Linked DNA regions of Rattus norvegicus: all the other regions are linked to region 2. The links are chromatin contacts, called in public Hi-C maps. All regions are on one chromosome and are shown on one strand. The core of a region is the stretch at or near the end of the contact, and the rest is flanking DNA. Distances in the headings are between cores, read along the strand shown.

What was found. A called contact is a pair of places that touch in the nucleus more often than the background predicts.
Region 1: a Hi-C map of liver shows a contact between it and region 2, with 3 times the contacts expected there. The contact joins the enhancer-like site here to the promoter of Ppargc1b in region 2. A contact is called at or near these places in 6 of 12 Hi-C or Micro-C datasets (frontal cortex, kidney, liver and 2 more).
Region 3: a Hi-C map of frontal cortex shows a contact between it and region 2, with 2.8 times the contacts expected there. The contact joins the enhancer-like site here to the promoter of Ppargc1b in region 2. A contact is called at or near these places in 6 of 12 Hi-C or Micro-C datasets (Schwann cells, frontal cortex, kidney and 2 more).

Annotation. Positions count from the first base shown.
Region 1 is chr18:57,223,547-57,227,215 of GRCr8, reverse strand. It overlaps a transcript of Arhgef37 not described here. Among named protein-coding and RNA genes, the nearest start is that of Arhgef37, 46 kb to the left of the region's middle. Within about 2 kb of position 2,330, at least 7 of the 93 cell types and tissues checked have an H3K27ac peak or open chromatin away from gene starts, as enhancers often do. A contact at or near this core is called in liver, where this site is marked.
Region 2 is chr18:57,130,043-57,133,308 of GRCr8, reverse strand. It overlaps Ppargc1b (PPARG coactivator 1 beta), which reads left to right and starts at 1,843. Exons shown (of 12, transcript NM_176075.3): 1 at 1,843-1,953. The coding sequence starts at 1,876.
Region 3 is chr18:57,046,374-57,049,565 of GRCr8, reverse strand. It overlaps Ppargc1b (PPARG coactivator 1 beta), which reads left to right. Exons shown (of 12, transcript NM_176075.3): 3 at 3,087-3,192. Among named protein-coding and RNA genes, the nearest start is that of Mir3557, 81 kb to the left of the region's middle. Within about 2 kb of position 1,480, at least 5 of the 93 cell types and tissues checked have an H3K27ac peak or open chromatin away from gene starts, as enhancers often do.

The DNA.
Region 1 (3,669 bases), core at 1,081-3,580, 93 kb before region 2:
GGGGATTCGAGAGTGCTGAGGTGGTTGTGGGAGGCTCACTGAAAGAGCTGAGTGTAGATTCAGGACCTCGTAGAGGAGCAGGATTAGGAAAAGCAAAAGAGAGAGAGGAAGCTTGGCCTCAGGAAACCCAGTCCAGAACAGTGCGTACGCACAAACTCAGAGACTTTGACAGTGTGCACAAGACCTAGACATGCTCAAGCCAGACAGAATCCCAGCACGGAGGAGGGGAAGTGGGCACAGAGTCCATCCCTAGCCAAGAAGTGAGTGGAAACTGCTGAAGATAGAGGGAAAACCCAGATTTCTCCGATAGATACTGGACACAATCAGTCATACTTCAGGGCAGGCCCTGCTCAGAAATAGTTGGCTGAGACAAATCAGTCTCTTTGTTGGTTGGTATTTTGTTTTCCTTAATTTTTCTTTAATTTTTAAGACAAGACCTTACTATATTGTTCTGGCTGGCTTGGGCCTCACTGTGTAAACCAGGCTGGTCAAATCTGCCTGCCCCTGCCTCTGCCTCCTGAGTGCTGGGGTTAAAGGTATGCACCACCATGACTGGCTTTTTTTTCTTTTTTTTTGAAACTAGATAGTCTCTATTAGTCCTGGAGTTTGCTATGTAGACCAGGCTGGCCTTGAACTCAAGGCGTACTGGGATTAAAGGCTTGTGCCACCATGTCCAGACCTGTGCTTTTATTTTTTTAAACAGTACTGGAGATTGAACTAAGGGCTTTTTGTGTGCTAAGCAAGCACTTTACCAGTCAGCTTTATCCCCAGCCCACACATCTGTTTTCTTCTTTTCTCCCTCCCTCCCTCCCTCCCTCCCTCCTTCCCTCCTCCCTCCCTGCCTTCCTCCCTGCCTCCCTCTCTCCCTTTCCCCCTCCTTCCTTCCTTTTGGTTAAGAATCAAATGAGGATCTGGAAAGGTGGCTCAGAAGTTAAGGACACTTGTTTTTGCATAGAACCTGAGTTTGATTGCCAGCACCCACATGCCGGCTTACAACTGTCTGTAACTCTAGTTCCAGGAAATATGACACCCCCTGTTAACTGCCGAGGGCACCAGGCGAGTGGTACACAGACATACCCAGACAAGACACTCACTCACATGGAATAAGATGGAAATTATGTGTGAATTGTGACCACCAGGGGGCAGCAGGACACTTCCACTCAGCCATGAAATATTTGAGGAAGCAAACTGAAATGCCTATGACTCTGGCTGGGCCAGAGAGGCAGAGAGAAAGCCTGGGAGGAAGGGGGACATTAAGTAAGGTTATGGTTCTCAACCTGTGGGTCACTGATTCACAGGGGTTGTCTAAGACCATGGGAAAAGACAGATACTTAGATCACAATTCATAACAGTTATGAAGTAGCAATGAAAAATACTTTAATGGTTGGGGGCAGGGGTCACGACCACATGAGGAACTGTATGGAAGGGTCACAGAGTTGAAAGGCTGAGAACCACCACACTGTGGGCTGCATTTGGATTGGAGTCTGTATACCACATCTTAAGGGCTGCAGCTTCCTGGCTCCCAGCCAACTGCTGCCACATCAGAGTGACTGACACGGGTGGTATCAGACTGGTTGACTCTTCACGAGAAGCCAGAAGCCAGAGGTTTTGCTTGACTTTTATTAGGGTCTCTCGTTTTGGTTTGGTTGTAATCCAGGCTGGCCCACACTTCTCCCTCCTCAGCCCCTGCAGTACTGGGATTCCAGGCATGTGCCACCATGCCCAGCTCTGTCCCTTTTTCCTATGGAAATCTTCATGTGGTCGACAACAGGCCCACCTTTGCTCCTCCTGCTGGAGAATCTTCTCCGAAGAAGTAGTTTCGTGTCTCGACTTCATCGGACATTGATTTCTCTCCCTTGGATCTTTGGGGAAGTGTGGTTTCCCTTAGGGTCATTCCTCTAAGGATTATCACTGATGCTGAGTTTCCGTTAACTCCTTGCTTCTGTCTTACCAGTGAGGACTGTGGAGAAGTACTCACCAAGATTCTCTGAGGGAGAATACTGGTAAATCCCCTGGCCCAGCTCCTCTATGCTCCATGACATAATTGTTATTGTTATGGGAGCTTAGGGAGAGAGGCAGGGAATTTGGAAGGGTTTCAGGGTCTGTCTGCCTCCCTGTACGTGACATGGTAAGGATATCTGGCCACACCCCTGTGTAGAAGCCCTTATCTCTGTGCCTGTCCTGGGTCCTCAGGGATACGAATCTCCATGGAACCTGAGTAGGGCCTGAACTCTCCACAGTGGCTGCAGGCTGGGGCTACCCCCTACTCCCAGGCGGCTCAGGCAGAGAGCGCAGAATCTGCAGTCAAGCTTGCTGGGCAGCCTGCTGCTGTCTTCCTTGTTTGCTGCCCTGGCAGATGTGTACTGTAGGAAACATTTCCAAGGTTCCTTTGTCCTCTGTGCAGCTGGTTGATTGGATTCATGGGAAGCCCTGGCCAGGGGGAGGAGCCAAGGTATCCCCCTCCCCCGTTTCTCTACTTATCTGCTATAGGGTGGTCTTTTCTGCAGTCCCACCTCTGGTCCCTAGTGCTCAACAGACCGGGGGATGCTTCTAGTGTTGGGTGGCTCTAGATCCTCCAGTACCAGGGGACTCCTCGTCTTCAGTCCAAGTATTCAAATGTCATGTGCTTGCTGATCTCTGCAGTATGTCTTTCCCCTGTAAGATCCACTGCCTATGTTAAGTTCCTCCTGACCGAAAGGCACAATAGAGTGGTTTCTGGTTTCCGCTTAGACTGATATACCACAGGAACTCAGGTCGAAGGCAAGGCTGGGGCTTCAGCTACTTGGGTCTCTCAGTTAGTCCATCTTAGGAGGGACGCTGGGGACCTTTGCCAGCTCCAGTGCCAAGGGAGCATCACCCCTCTTTACCTGGAGTTACTGAAGTGTCTTCAGCCACAGAGAGCTGAGTAATGGCTGAAGGAATCTGCTGACCTGGTCTCATCTTGGCCAGCTGAGGCTATTACAGCAGGGCCCAGAGCAGACACTAATGAGAAGACCCAAGGGCCATGGTGACAAGCCAGAACTGTGGGTGAAGCCGAGCTCTGAAGGAAGGGAACAGGAGAGACGTGATTCTGGAGCAATAGTGTCTCAGGAGAGGCAGTGAGCCCCAGGTCTGAGAGAAAGGAATTGAGGCAGGTTTCTGGTTGGAGAAGAGGTAGCCTGTCTCGGATCTGGGGTCTCTGGCTCCTGAGCCCATCCGTGGAGTGTCAGAACAGACCAGCATGTCAGTAACCATACTTGAAGCATTTCCTCTCTGCTTACAGAGCTGCGGGGAGGTGACATGAAGGAATCCAGTTTATGTGATAAATCCAGGTACTATCACATAGAAAGCTCTGAAGAGCAGCGATCTTAACAAAACAGAACAAGACAAAACAACAAACAATTAAACAACCCTCGGCAGCAACCATGGCAGCCAGCCACAGTGGAGTTCATTCTCCGTAGGATCCCCAAGAAACAAGCATTGGGATGGAGCCCTGGGACTCTCCCGTGAGGCAGGGCCAAGCCCAGAGGTACAGATCTACTTGCCAGAGCTAGAAGGGTTGGGTCAGGAGAAAGCAGGGAGACTGGGAGGACACTGTGACCCTCGGGCACCCTCCCTGGGGACGGGGAGCAGCAGGTGTCCAACAGGCATAGCTGCAATGGGACACTCGGGGACAAGCATCCTGCGGTG
Region 2 (3,266 bases), core at 594-3,093:
TTCTACTCCTACAAGGGTATTTTCTCCTCCAGGAGCTTAGCACTCCCCCTAAGGTCAGGCCCTGTGCCAAGCACTTTACATATTTTATCTCTTTATCTTCATAACCTCATTGTGAGTAAGTGATTTTACTATCGACATTTCTACAGATGTGAAAGTGAAGGCCTGAGACTGGGCGACTTGCTGGGGTTCAAAACCAGGCAGTCACATTACTGAGCTGCCCAGTGCTGGAACAAGAGCCAGTGTGGGCTGGACCAGAACCCAGGACTCCTCGGAGGCTAGCTGTACATTCTCTCTGTTGGCAGCACTGTTCCTTAAAAGCGTGCTGGCCTGAAGCCCAAAGAGTGAAATCACACCCTGCGGTTCTGGGAACCTCAGACTGGAGAAGAAGGAAGCTGCTTCTGTGAGGCTCAAGTCTGAGCAGGTGTGCTGGGACTGTTTCCTCTTCTTGCTGGAAGGAGCCTGCTCGCCCTGGCAGGGTGGGGCAGCCCTTGTCAGTACCCTGTGGGAGCAGGGCGGGAGGCAGGTGTGCCCAATAAACAGGTCTGAGTCTTCCTGCCTTCCAGCCTTTATTCAGCTCCAGTACACCCCCAACCTCCCGCCCTACCTACCCCCCAACCCCCGCCCCGTGCACACACCTAGATGCCTGCCTGGCAAGCAGGGAAGTGATGAGAGTTCAAGGTTGGAGTCAGAAGGCTTGCTTCCTGGCTCTGGTTCAGGCCTCTCCTGGTGTGCACTCCTGACCTTCAGCTCCCTCATGTGTGTAGTGGTGGTGGTAGTGGCGGGGAGGCAAAACCTTCCAGCCTTTTCAGTTAACACACTATTTATTAACCGCCTCCGGTAAGCTGGAGAAATAGCCAAAGCGAAGTTTAAGCCGGGTTTCATGCATCTTAGACTCTAGCAAGGACAGACTGACTCAGATCAAGTCTTCATTGAATCGAAGGTACTAGGGCGGCTGAAACACTTCTAAGGGAAGGGTAGCATAGGCTTGAGGTAGGAGAGCAACAAATGGCACTCACAAGGTTGGTGGGTAAGGATGCCCTAAAGATGCCATTCTTTGGAGAATAGCTGATTGGCATGGCAGCTCCTTTTCAGAAGGCTCACACTAAGAAAGCGGAGAAGACCAATGGGCCCTGGAGGCTGACAGAAGCTTAGCCAATTCTAGACACTGGGCTACAGTAAAAGACATGATTGAAAATTTTTTTCAACGGGGGTTATTGGCTGGGCCTGGGGGAGAGAGATGTTAGGCTTAATAGGAAATGGGGGGGTTGCTTCAAAGAAAACAGGAATGCCACCCTCTCTGAGAAGCCTTCTCTGATTTCTCCGCCGCCTTTGACCTGTGCGAGTCTCCCTCCCTCTCTGGCCTTGCAGTCTGGGTAGAGAGAGAACTTAGGCCTCCGAAGATATCTCTTTTGCTGTTGCGGAGTACTGCGGCTTCAAACGCGGTTCTAAGCCTCCTGGAGCCTCAGTTTCCCCAGCTGTGTAGAAGCAGGTTGTCTGGCAAGGGCCCGCCCAGCGCTAACGCAACGTGATTCGCTCTAGCAGTAAGGAGGGGGTGCCCGCATTGCTGCGCAGGCACCAGGCTGCTGGCCCGGGCACCGCCACCTGGCTGCCGGCGCTTTTTTTCCCTGCGGGGGGCTGCGAGACCTGGTCGCCGCGCCAGACTCTGAGCAGGAAAAGCGGGGGTGCGACCCCAGGCTCTCGCGGCCCCGCCCCCGCAGCCAGCCCGCCTGCCGCAGCCGGGGGCCCGAGCTCCGCCCTCCACCCGCCCGCCCGGCTGCCTCCTCCCTCCTCCTCGCTCGCTGGCTCGCTCGCTCGCTCCCTCCCCCGGGCGGGCTCGGCGCTGACTCCGCCGCACGCTGCAGCCGCGGCTGGAAGATGGCGGGGAACGACTGCGGCGCGCTGCTGGATGAAGAGCTCTCGTCCTTCTTCCTCAACTATCTCTCTGACACGCAGGTACTGCCAGCTGGGAACGCAGGCCAGGGACTAGGGTGCAGAGCCGCGGGGCTGCAGCCGCAGCTGCAGAGGAAGGAGTGCAGCGGTGGGCGCACCGGGGCGATCGGGGGGTTCAGGCTGCAGAGCCCCCCCTTCCACGTGCCTTGCCCTGCGCTCCGTTACAGTCGTAGCAAGCTGCAGGTCGCCGGCGCATGCTGTAGCATTGGGGGATACAGCTAGGGCCACCTAGAGTCTACTGTCCCCCACCGGCAAAGTTGAGGGGTACTACGATTCCTCTGGCAGGTAGAATCCAGCCAGGGTCGGGGGATCCCTAAAGGCTGGCTCTGGGTTTTGTAGGCGCGTCCTCGGCGCCCGGCACTTGCTGCCGTACTTTCACGTGCACTTGTGGCGGGGCTAAGGGAGATGATCGATAGCCCTGGAGTCCCCTCGTTCTCCAGCATCGGGTACCCCGTAGCCCCCCACCTGCTCTGGCAGCGCAGAGTTTCCTGTCAGTTGCTGGCTAGGGGGATAGGGGTCGGCGGGGCACGTGGACATGCGGGCGGAGATTGCGTCTTCCAGCTCTCACTATCCGGAGGAGACCCGCTAGGAAAGAGCAAGGCAGGATCCGGGCGGAAGGACTATCTCGGGGGTGCCTGGGTCCCCCTGCGGCGCGCGGCCCCGGCGCGCGCTCCACGATGCAGGGGGAAGGGAAGGTGAGGCGGCGTCCCGGGCTCTGGCTGAGACTGGGAGCCTCACCGGCTACAAGCGCATGACAGGAGTGTGCCCTGGTGTATGGGAGGGAGGACGAGGAAGCTGCGGTCTTGGAGACTAAAATGGGGGTTTGCTGCTGGGACAAGCAGTTGCGGGGAAATGTGTGCACGCGGCGTGGGGGCCCCCACCTCTTCCTCGGTTTCCCCCAGCCCATGCCTGTTGCAAGCCTAAAGTTTGGCTCCCGAGTTAGGGCTTTTACTCCTGGCTCCTGGCTGTGTGTCCCCGAGAGGCTGGGAATGCGACAGAGCCTGGGAGGAGACCCCGGATGAGGGGACACGCCTGGGTACGAAGAGGGGCTGCAAGGCGGAAACCCGCGGGACTCGCGGGGACCGGCTGAGTACCTGGTGTGGAAGCGTTTGTGCCGGCCCGTTTTGCATAACACTGGGAGGGAGGGGAAGGGGGGGCGGGAGGTGGGAGGAGAGAGGGAAACTTTGCTTCTGGTTAGAATCTACCAGTCTTTGGGCGGTAGCAGCTGTCATGGGACCGGGTGGGCGGGGAGAGGCTTGCAAGCTGACTCCTTGCAGTGAGACGCGACTTGGAATGGGGACGCCACGGCCGAGACG
Region 3 (3,192 bases), core at 231-2,730, 83 kb after region 2:
CATTATCTGAATGTCCCAAAGTCTTTGGGCCAGGGTATGACAGGCACTTAGTTGGATGGTCTAGAGTAAGCAGGCGTTTGGCTATTTTGTGCTACGTGGCCTTGGCAAGCTCCTGTTTCCAGGGCCTCAGTTTCCCCTCACTGTTTCTTGGTGTGTTAAGGATGGAGGAAGAAAGTTATCAGGCCTTACAAATGCTGGGAATTCACAGATTCTCAGAAGAAGGGTGTGCTGGGCCGTGGGTGACTTCCTGAGTGTCCCCAGACTCATGGAGACCTCTTGGACAGGCAAGGATCTCTGTGTGTTCTTCTAGTTCTCCTTCCTGCCACTCCAGTCCCCAAATGCAGTATTTCATTAAGGTTCCTCCAAGGCTCCTTTTCCTCTAGCTTGAGATGAGCCCGGGGAAAGCTGGGGTTGGGGCAAGTCTATTAATATCCCTTCCTCAGCTGATTAACTCGCCATTAATTTTCACTCCATTTCTAAGCTGAGTGGGGGAACAAGCTAATGGGCCCAGGCAGGATGAGGTGGCTAGCTCCAGTGATATCTAAAGGCACCTACAGGGCAGCCAGGAGGCCTGGAAAAGAGCCGCAGCAGTGTGTGGGTAAGGTGGCCCTTTTCTCAGCCCTACCCAGCCACCCCAGAGCTAGGCTAGCCCAGGAGAGGGGCCGAGGAACAGGTCTTTTGTGAGTCTGTATAGGTTACGTCTAGCCTCATCGTGGTCTCTGCCATTTGGTGCTCATCCCCACCCAAGCCTGTGCTCTGTAAGTTAGGGTTCTCTCATCCTTGGCCCTGCCCTGGCTTGCTGTGTGGCTTTGATAGGCCTTTGTTCTGAGGCTTCAGCCCACCCGTGGAAAGAAAGGCAGGTAGGCTTCCCAAGGAACACCAGCTGTGACTGTTGCCTAGAGCCGTTGTGTCACCAGGACTCTGGCATGAAGTCATCCATGCTACAGGTGAGCTGGAACGCACCTGTGGCTCTTTTGACACCCCTGGCCACTGGTGACCCAGAGAGCCCTTACAGTTTTGCTCAGTGGTGATAATTTATGGCACCCTGGGAATTCTCATTCCACCCAGCACTAATGACATCATCCTGAGTGACTTCTCTAGAACCCAAGGAACTGAGGTCGGCCAGTCTCCCCGTCGTCCCTCTCGCCTTTGTTCAGCAACTTCCTGCTTCCCACACTTAAGCTAGGAAGAGGGGCCGTCCTGTTGTTACATCTTTACCTGGTGTAGCAGGTTCAGCGGAAGGAACCACCATGTCCAAGGCCACCCTGGCAGTAGCAGAGCTCCCCCAAATATCACTGGGTCCCCAGTCCCCAGATCTTAATTCCCCATCAAAGCTAGGAAGTTGGTCTAGAAGTAGAACATAGCCAGTCTTGCCTGGGGACCGGGGGAGTCTTGCAGCTGAGGGCAGCTGTCCTGATCGCTTTCTAGATCCACAGCCCACAAAACCCTGGCTCAGACCCACTCCTTAGCTCTGTTCTAAAAATTACAAACACGTCTATTCTCCTCTCCCTGAGTCCCCGATTGAGTTACTCAGCTGCCGCTCTGACTGTAAGGAAGGTTGCAGCCTGGAACAGATTTAGTGCAGCCCAAAGGCCATCACGAGATGTGTATTTCAGAGGAACTTCCTGAAGAAGGGATGAACAGCTGGCCCTGGGGTGGGAAAGTGTGCCTCAGAAGGGACCATGTGATAGCTTGAGCTACTTCTAGCACGGACCCAGGGACTCGGGGTTACGGACTGGGGTGCTTAGCCTAATCTAGAAGCAGTTTGGTCTATGCTCCCAACCTAGAGCTTGGAGGCCTAAGGGGCTAGGCGCCTCAGGGGTTGCAGAGAGCAGAGAAGCAGAGCCCTGGTTTATTTGTGCATAGGCATGTGGTCCTGGCTTTGCCTGATGATTTCTGGGTAATCAGTTTTCTCTACAAACTGGAGATTAGAGCCATGTCCCCTCAGTGGTGGTATGTGAGCTCCTAGGTGCTATTGACAGCTTCCTAGTCCCCTCAAGACCAAGGCTTTCAGCCTGGGTGTCCCCTTGGCCAGAGCCTTGTTTTCTTAGTCCTTTGCTAGGCTACTGATGTTTAAGAACCAGCCACTGACCGCTCTAAGCAGCCTGCAATCTTGTTAGCTTTCCTATCCCAGGCTCCTCTGTTTTTCCCCAAGTCTCTCTCGAGCTCAGAGATGTGTTCTTGTCTTGTTCTCTTGTCTAGCTCCACTCTTCACATAGGGTCAAGCTCTGGGAGGGCAGGGAATATGGTGGTCTTGATATGCTGAATGGCCAGCATCCAACACAAAGCCAGATGCAGTACAGCCTGTGATGGGAAAGGAAGAAAGGAAGTGAGGTGGGGACTGGTCCTCATCATTGTCTCGGAAATGGTGGTAGCATGGTTAGCAAGGATAGCATAGCAAATAATAAGTGCTTGCTTTGTGTCGGGCACTGTTCTCTAAGCACCTTGCCTGCAGTCGTCTGCTCGTGCCCAACAAGAACTCCTTGCTGTGGGTCCTGCCTGTTATCCCACCCGGCAAAGGAGGACTAACTTGCCCTTAAGAACCCACAGTTGATAAGTGTGGTCTTTGTGAGACAACAGCTCCAGAGCCCAAGCTCCTAAGGACAGCACCCACTACCTCTCCCTGAGGGAGCAAAGAGAAGAAATCCTAGGATCCCCTGGGAAGACCAAGCTGTTTTTCATTGCTCTAGTTATGACTGCCCCATTGAGCCCTGGGATAGCCAGTCTCTGAGATACCCTGCGTGGGCCTCAAGGTTCAAGGGGCTGGGGACCCTGCTACCAATGATGGAGAGAAGCTTGGGTCTTTGATTGAAGAGGCAGTGTTTTTAAATAGGCTGCCTTCTGTCCAGGTCACAACTCAGTGAGCAGCAGAGCCAGGACTAGGACTTCAGGCAAACCCCTTCCTGTGGCCTGCTTATCAAATTCTTTGGTTCGTGGAGTTGACAACCTGTTTACTTAATATTCCAGAAACATGGAACAGATTTCTTGGGTTAAGGGGCTGGTAGCTGCGGTTTATCGGGGTAGGTAGCTGGCTCCCCCACAGTGACTAACCCTCTCCTCTACCCACCTCTGTTTCTTCCCTCCAGATTGACAGTGAGAATGAAGCTCTCTTGGCTGCGCTTACCAAGACCCTGGATGACATCCCCGAAGACGATGTGGGGCTGGCTGCCTTCCCAGGACTGGATGAAGGCG